Regions from separate parts of the Mus musculus genome. Here region 1 is linked to region 2. Evidence: chromatin contacts called from public Hi-C data. All regions are on one chromosome and are shown on one strand. The core of a region is the stretch at or near the end of the contact, and the rest is flanking DNA. Distances in the headings are between cores, read along the strand shown.

What was found. Hi-C and Micro-C count contacts between places; a contact is called where the count stands out from the background.
Region 1: a Hi-C map of neutrophils shows a contact between it and region 2, with 2.7 times the contacts expected there. The contact joins two enhancer-like sites. A contact is called at or near these places in 2 of 484 Hi-C or Micro-C datasets (the G1E-ER4 cell line and neutrophils), 2 of 115 datasets of contacts at active chromatin or transcription factors (double positive thymocytes and stem cell-derived neural progenitor cells) and 3 of 9 other capture datasets (adipose tissue, liver and pancreatic islet).

What each region holds. Positions count from the first base shown.
Region 1 is chr1:92,223,226-92,227,388 of GRCm38.p6, reverse strand. No RefSeq gene overlaps it. Among named protein-coding and RNA genes, the nearest start is that of Hdac4, 45 kb to the right of the region's middle. Within about 2 kb of position 1,893, at least 77 of the 459 cell types and tissues checked have an H3K27ac peak or open chromatin away from gene starts, as enhancers often do. A contact at or near this core is called in neutrophils, where this site is marked.
Region 2 is chr1:91,982,922-91,986,905 of GRCm38.p6, reverse strand. Hdac4 (histone deacetylase 4) reads left to right here. Exons shown (of 27, transcript NM_207225.2): 10 at 2,129-2,245; 11 at 2,333-2,528. Among named protein-coding and RNA genes, the nearest start is that of Gm46242, 110 kb to the right of the region's middle. Within about 2 kb of position 2,190, at least 54 of the 459 cell types and tissues checked have an H3K27ac peak or open chromatin away from gene starts, as enhancers often do. A contact at or near this core is called in neutrophils, where this site is marked.

The DNA of each region.
Region 1 (4,163 bases), core at 644-3,143, 240 kb before region 2:
ATCCTTCTTTAGCACAGCAGTGGTCCCAGCAGACCAGCTTCTTGTTGTGACCTCAGCCATACCATACTTTCTTGGAAGCTTGTTCCCACAGTTGTACCCAGCTCCATCCCCATCACATAAGTCCTCGGAGACATTTTCTGCTGCCCCAGCTGCCCGCACCACGTTAATACACCTGGGGTTAACTAGCCACTTACTGAGAAACAGCCTAAAGAAAATAAGGGTGCTCCACCCAGCTGCAGCCTGAGGAGGGAGCATCTCTGGTGATGGGAGCATGTCTGGGGAGAAAGCATGCCTGGGGAAAGGGGCCTACCAGGAAAGAGTGTGTATGTGGAGCCTGACGAGGTCAGGGGACCTGTCTGAGGAGAGGGACTTCCTGTGGACAGAGCCTAGTGACTCCTCCTCCTACCCACCAGCACCTGGATGCAAACTGAGAGGGCAGCTGAATTGGGAGATGCAGGGAATGTCTCTAGAATGAGAGGGACACAAAGGTGGGGGCATGATATGGTCAGGAAGTGCATGGGCCATGCTAGCCAGTCACTGTGTGGAAACGAAAGCTATGCCCAGCACTTCCCACAGCTCGCCCAGCACCCACCTCCACCTTAATTAGTTCTGGCTCCTAGATTAGGAAGGCTGGGACCGACTGCATGAGACCAATGAGCCACCAGGTGGGCAGAAAGGACCTCAGCATAATGCAACCAAATGGAAATTGGCCGTATCAATTAATTACAAGGGCATGGGGCCCTCCAGCATGTCTCCCTACATGGGTTTCACAGACGTTTGCAGACAGGCACAAGAAATTAGAGTCTTGCTCCTAATTAGCAAGGAGAAACCAGAAGTGATTGCCTTCCTGCTCTATGTTCAAGAACCCTGAGGCCTCACAAAATCCCTGGCTGGTCTAGAGTGAAATTGAGTAGCCCCGGGTCTGCAGATGGGCTAACCATGAGCCCCGGGCACGCTCTGCCTGTGTCCTGTTAGGGTAGCTGTGCTATGTGGAGGACTGAGGGAAGCATCTACTTAGCTACCTCACTGGCCGCTGTTCAGGTGGGTTAAGGCGTAGGGAAGCCTGGTTTGCCCTCAGTCCTGTTGTAAACAGTGTGTACAGGACAGTATATATTGGTGACTGGCTTCACAGGAAGAACTCTATAATGGTCTGAGGGAGAAAGGTGAGCCTTTGTAGGGCAGAGAGGGGATACTCTGCTCTTTAGCTGGTAGCCAGCAGCACAGAACCCATGCCATACTGCCAAGCACCCACAGCCTCCCACCTGAGCCTAACAATAATGAGGACAGCAAACCTTATGATTAACAAATGATCTATTATTGTCAGAGAGGCCACATGGGTGGGAGTGGGGCAAGGTGCATTTCAGGACTGGAGTGAAATAAGTGCAGGATACAGCGGGACTCCATGGGGAAAGGAAGCACTGTCAGGGGAGCACTGTCTGGGGAGTACTGTAGGGGGAGCACTGTCAGGGGGCACCAGCTCTGATTCTTCTCATTGCCTGGATCCCATGTACCCTACCCAGACATCTCACAAAACAGCCATGCCCTCATTCCCCCCGCCCTTTCACCCATATGGTGTCGGCCATAGGACTCTCCTCTCAAAAGGAGGTGCCACTCAGCTAAGACCTCCAAGCAGGTTCATTCCACCTCCATCTGTCCTCTGAGGTCATGGTATAGCCCTGAGTTGAGGTCTCCAGCCCCACAAACACAGTTCTCCTCTGCCTTCCTTCCTGCTAGGGGGTGTTGCCTTTATGTCCCACTCCCAAGCTCCAGGTCAGGGTGACTCCTTTGTCATCCTTCCTCTATTCTCAGCTCCCCAACTGCCAGACCAGCGCTCCTCCTGTCTGTCCAGGATGTGTGCCAAGCCCAAACATCCCTATTGCCTCATTGCCCTCCTTCCTGGTCTTTGGTCACCCTCCACATGCCACAGACAGCACCACAGTGTGGCTCTGGTAACCTCTAAGGGGACAGATGAAAGTGAGGTTTGGAAGTAGACAGCTTTGTCATCAAGGCCTAAGAGGAACTTGCCTCTGCCACCCTCATCTAGGAGCCTAGAGCGAGATCATTGTCACATTCAGGTTTGAGCCCTTGACTCCTCATGAGACATGAATAAGCCCTCCATGACACTTCTCCTTGAACCTCTCCTGAGGTCCTTTCAACCTCTCCTGAGGTACATGAAGCAGGGACCCTAAAGATGACCTATTTTCACGTCCCTAATCAGACAGGGCATAATCTTCAGCTCACATGTGGCTCCTAGTGCTCTGACTGCTCTGACTGATCAAGGGAGTCATGTTGGAGCCCACATCAAGCAGGATCCTAGAGGGCGTCCACAGGCCACTGCTGCTTGGACAAGAAATGGGTTCTGTTGGAGCTCTGTCCCCAAGGCTGCTGCCCCTGGGAGTCTAAGTTCCCCTGGTAGTCTTATCCTTCTCAGGCAGCAGGCACTGCCCAGATACGGAGCCTTACAAAGGGATCACTCTGTTCTTAGTACCAGAAAAGTACCCACAGCCTGGACCAGGTCAGCCACTTTACATGCAAATCCCTGAATGCAGGACTCTCTTCTATGCCAAACACTTGGTCAGATGTGCACCCATCCGGAGGGCTTGTACTTTTGCAATCTGTCCCTTGGACCTCCTGTCCTCCCTGATGTAGCCTCCTGTTGAAAATGGCTGCCCTAAGTCCCATGTCAGCAGCCACAAGCAGCAGCTATGAGCACCAGCTCGACGCTAAAGAGCCCTTTAGAAAGATGACCTATTTTTAGTCGAATCTTCTGCCAGTTGCTAAATATCTGTTTAAATACATGAATTAACACATCTGTCAACAGTACTTAGAGTGGGGATAAAACACACCCTCACGGCGGAAGGTAATTTAAAACAAAACACGCAGCATAATGAGCAGCTTGGAGCCTGAGGCCCGGGAGCAGCCCTCCATGCTGCGCTCTTGTTCTCTGCGCCTGGGGGGCCGTGCCCATGGCAACCTGGCACGGTTGTTCAAGGGACACCACAGGCAGCAGTTGGTGGGATGCATGGACCCCCACAACCACCCCCCAAGACAGGACAAAGGGAGTCTGAGAAAGAACAGAGAGAGGGACTGCGGGGGACAGGTCCCTGGAGTGACTGAATGGGAAACATCAAGAGCCACGGCCCCCACAGTGGCAGTGTCTCTGTGTCACCAAGCCCCGTGGGTTGTAGCTGAATGAAGACAGCTCATGTGTTAAGTTGGCTGTCAGGAGTGTTAATTACACCCCACAGCGAGACTCAGACATGGAAGGAACACTGGGGACGGCCTCAAGACTGTGTCTCTGAGGAGCTGGAGAATATGTGCTGAGGGACACACACACACACACACACACACACACACACACACACACACAGCCTTGGCTGTACTCCCTGCCTGTGGCTGCCCAGTGTCCTGAGCTGCCACCCAGCAATGGTGGTCTGACTAGCTATGGCCATGACAGCCCACAGTCAGAGCAGCCTGCATCCTGGCTGGTGGCAGCCTGGGCTCTTCTAGAGCATTCCATCCTGTTGCCTGTGTGAGTGCCCACTGAGCATGGACACACAATCTTGAAGGCAGCAGAAGACCAAGGTTCTTGGTCCAGCTTGCTGCTTCTATGTTATATGACATGCAGAAAGGCATTCATCTCATCATGCCTCAGTTTCTTCTTGGGTCCAGTGAGTGTGGTGAACTGGCCTCACCCACTGTTGAGTGGCCAGAAAGCACATGAAGGAAAACAAAGACTAGCATGGGCCTGAGAGAGTGGTCTTCCACGGGAAGGGTATTGAGAAAGCCTAACTAACTAGCTCACTCCTCTTTGGCATCAGTGTTTCCCATTGGATGAAGAGGTTGGGAGGTGGGATGGGAAGAGGTAAGGGAGAGGGTACCCTTGAAAGATGGAGAGGTCTGAGAAAAACATAGGGACCCTGTTAAGAAAAGTCAATCTGCAGAAATGGAGTACAGTGGACATGGGAATGGGTTCTGGAGTTATCTAGGCTGGAACAAGACAGATGGGTCAGCAGAGTGACCTTGACACATTCCATCTGGATGCCCCTGTTGTCTTGGCCCATCTACAAGTCCCTGGAGACAAGGCATTTCCCCTGAAGCCTTTCCCAGGTCTTGGAACCCAGGGTGTCTCCCATCCTTCCCAAGGACTTTCCAAGTTGTGC
Region 2 (3,984 bases), core at 941-3,440:
GGGAGAACACCCAGAAACAGCTCCTTGGGTTGAGCCAGTATTGTTATCTGTTGTGTGTGAGCGCAGTGAGCAGGAAACTTCTTGGGAGCTGCTGTCTGTCAGCTTTCAGGAACCTGTGATTAGTAACAGTGACTGAGTTCCTTCTTTAGCATTGAGAAATGAGTCTTGCCCTTCCAAAGAGCTGATAGGCTCAGGTGAAGATACACAGGCACAGTGCTTTCTTCGTGTCAGGTTTCTAACCCCTTTATGTCTGGAAAGTTAGAAATGAGGGTCACTGCAAGAAGTGACGTTCACTCCATTGTGCTTGGTTCCTTTTACTTTATACTTATATTTTTCTCATCATTGGTGTTCTTTAACCTTCCAACTTAGCACTTTCTTAGGTTGTTACAAGTTTTAACAGCCCTTCTGCAGGACTAAGCTTTTATAGCTGAAACCTACCTGTAATTAGCCTCAGCGTACAACCAGAAAACTGTTTCCTGCCCTAGGATGTTAACTGTGCTTCCCTCTTGTTGGTCATGGGCCCAGATAAATCTGTGATGTGGGCATTTAGATGTATAACAGCTCCTTGTTTGGGTGGAGCATCACTTTTGTGGTTCTAAGTTGTGTGCTCATCTTTATAAAGCCCAAATATGCAAATTGAGCTGCCACAAATCAATAAAGCATCCAGAGCGTCCCCAAGACCAGTAAGGTTGCTGGCATTTCTCAGACAGTCATTGTCACAGGCAGAGCTGGTGTTTGAGTCCTGGGTCACATGTGGACATACCTTTTGAATTTCACATTCTAGAATTGGATGAACTTGTGCCTGAGGGCTGCTCATGTGTTAGCTATTCATGGTAGTGTCCCTGGGGAACCCCAGCAGTGTCCCAAAAGCCTGAAGTGCTGGTAGTTAACACACCTCTTATTACAAACTGCACATGCTCACACTCCTGCAGAGTATGCAATGTCTGACCACTGGCCCAGGCTCACTGAGGAACCCCAACACTCCCAGGAAGCTCCTGCACTAATTTTATACCAAGCTGTAACCTAATCCTAACCCTAGCTCTGCCACCAATAGTAACCCTAAGCCTAACCTCTGCTCCAACCCCAAGAAGAACACTAACTCTAGTGACAAACCTACCCTAAATGTACCTCTAACACTGACCTTAGAAGTAACACCAGTAATGACAGAATAATAACCTCTAATAAACAGAAATAACGGCTAGCATGATTATCAGGGCAGTCCCTGACCTCTGTGTGTTGATATGTACAAGTCCCTGTGTTCTTTTAGCTATGACTTGCAGCAAGGTGGAAGCCACATACTCTGCTGCCATCAGACTGCTTAAATGACCCTGTGGCTGACTTCATGTGCTTGGGAGCCATTTTCTTAGGGCTGTTTCTTCCCACTGCATTCAGAGTGGAGCCTCACAGTCAAGAGCAACACAGCTTTTAAGGCTTCCAAACACAGACTGCGAAATCAATCTGCAAAAAAGGACAGCAGTTTATAATCCCATGACCACTTGGTTCAGCTTTTCTGAGCTTTTACAAAATCTGTCAGTTTGATGACTTGGTAAATATGTTTTTCAGTCACTGATAAAAGTTGAGCATTTTTTCATTTCCCTTAAAATGGGTGCTTTTGTCATTGTCTTTATTGAGTTCTGCTCTCATGTTAATTGGTCTATGATTGACAAGTTCTTTATATTCCAGTCTTTGTTTTTCCTGCGCATTGCAGATTCCTGTCATCATCTACCTTTATAAGAACAGGGTTTTTCCTCCTCACCATTAACTTTCTCCTTGCTTTCTGCTTTTGATGTCATTCTTGAAAAACTTCTAACTACAAAAATATTTTAAGATGTGTTGTTCTAAATATCCTACCCATAGCTTTATGGTAAGTAGGCAGATTGAATAAAAACAAACAAGGTAGCAGGAGCCCATTAAGAGGGGAAAACTCAGGAATGGGAGCCCTGATTCAGTTCCGGTGGCATGCTGTGGTCTTCCCTGCACTGGAGGCCACAGTCTGCACAGTTTGTTTTGCACCAGGCAACCACACATCAGCACCTCATGCTGTAAGTGCCCTTGCAGCCCTGGGTATGCTGCTTGTATTGGAATGTCTGTAGTAGACTCTGACGGTCACAATGTCTTCTGTCTACAGACGAGCTTGGCACACAGACTTGTGACTCGAGAAGGCTCAGTCGCCCCACTTCCTCTCTACACGTCACCATCCTTACCCAACATCACCTTGGGACTTCCTGCCACTGGCCCTGCCGCTGTAAGTTGGCCTCTGTGGGTCTGTGTGGCATGGGGTGGTTGTCTACTCCAGTTCCCACAGCCTGAGTTTACTGGTTCTGCCTTTCAGGGTGCGGCAGGTCAGCAGGATGCTGAGAGGCTTGCTCTCCCAGCTCTCCAGCAGCGGATCTTGTTCCCTGGGACCCACCTCACCCCGTACCTGAGCACCTCGCCCCTGGAGAGGGACGGTGCAGCAGCTCACAACCCCCTCCTGCAGCACATGGTCCTGCTGGAGCAGCCACCCACCCAGACACCCCTTGTCACAGGTAAGAACCACAAGGAGATCTCTGTGGCGTTAGCAGTTTCCTTGGCCTCCTGTAGCTTTTAAAGAAGGCTGGAAAGAACAACTGAGCCCATACAACAGTAGAAACTCTATGGTTCTCTGTAATGTGATAGCTACCTTAACTGTGGCAAAAAACTGTGTCCTGCTTAGAAAAATGACCAAGGAGTACCAGTCAGTGCCAGTGGCCCTCTGTTTAGCCTCCTGCTCTCCCACTGATTGGTTTCCCTACAGCTCGAGGAAGCAAGTGCATGAAGTGCAGAAGTGACCGTTGATTTCTCAGCTTGAGGATGATTGCATTTAGAAAAATACAAGTTTGAGACAAAGTAAACTCGTGACATTTACCCAGTTACCACACTTTGGAGGGACTGTTTCAGAAATGATGGCATGTGGAATGTTTCTCATGAGACACACAACCCTCCCTATTGGTGACTTGGCCCAGTTCTCTACATCATCCTTAGGTCAGTGGGTGACTTCTTCACACCTGTTGCTTCACTCAGAATCACAGCCAGAGCAATCCTAGAACTGGCGTTGTCCATGTTCCAGTGTTCCCCTGGGCCAGCCTCTGGTTGGTGTGTTAGAGTTCCCACCTACTGGGGTGAGTTGGTCTGTAGGGCTTGGTATTGGTTTCCTGTCTTGTGCTTTTTGTCCCTAGTATGCCCTTGGCTCTCCCAAGTCAGTGATCTGGACAGGAACAGCACTTGGTCTGCTGGGACACCCTCCTCCAGCTCTGAGAGCAGTGTCTCAGTGACCATGGACCGCTCCCTACACTCAGGCCCCTTCCTGTCTGTTCTCTTGGAAGCCAGGGACCATGGGCTTCATCTTCCCATCTATGAGTGAGATGCTAGCACAGAGTGACAAAGTGAAAAGACTCAGTTCCCGTAGGCAGCGTCTGACACCCAGCAGCCCAGTCGGTGCTGATCTCCAGGTTGAGGTTTTTCCTTTGGGGTTAGCTGGGTTTTGGTTTTGGTTTGTCTCTTTATTGTATTTATTTGAACCTCTGTTGCTGTTTTGATATTAAATCTTGCTGGCCTCAAACTCGGACTCTCCTGCCTCAGTCTTCTAAGTGCTGGGATGTCAGGGCTGTGTTTGTGACTCTCCCCCAGCACTCTATCCAGTCTTCCCAGCACCCCTTCTGATGCAGCTCTCGCTGGGAAAGGAGCCTCCTGAACAGGATTTCCTCTGCTCAGCCACAGTGGTCCAGAGAGGCCCACGTTCCCCATTGTCTAGAGTAATACTGTGTGTAGAGCCCAGACCTGTGAACATTCAAGCCAAAGTAGTAGGGTAGCATCCCACTACTTAACGTGGCATGGCTGTCATCTCAGCACGATCTAAACACAACACCACTGACAAATGGGTCAGCTCTTAGCAGAGACCCCAGCCTTGCACCACAGCCCTCTTCCCGGGCAGACTGACCAAGGGAAGTGTGTGAAGCACACATT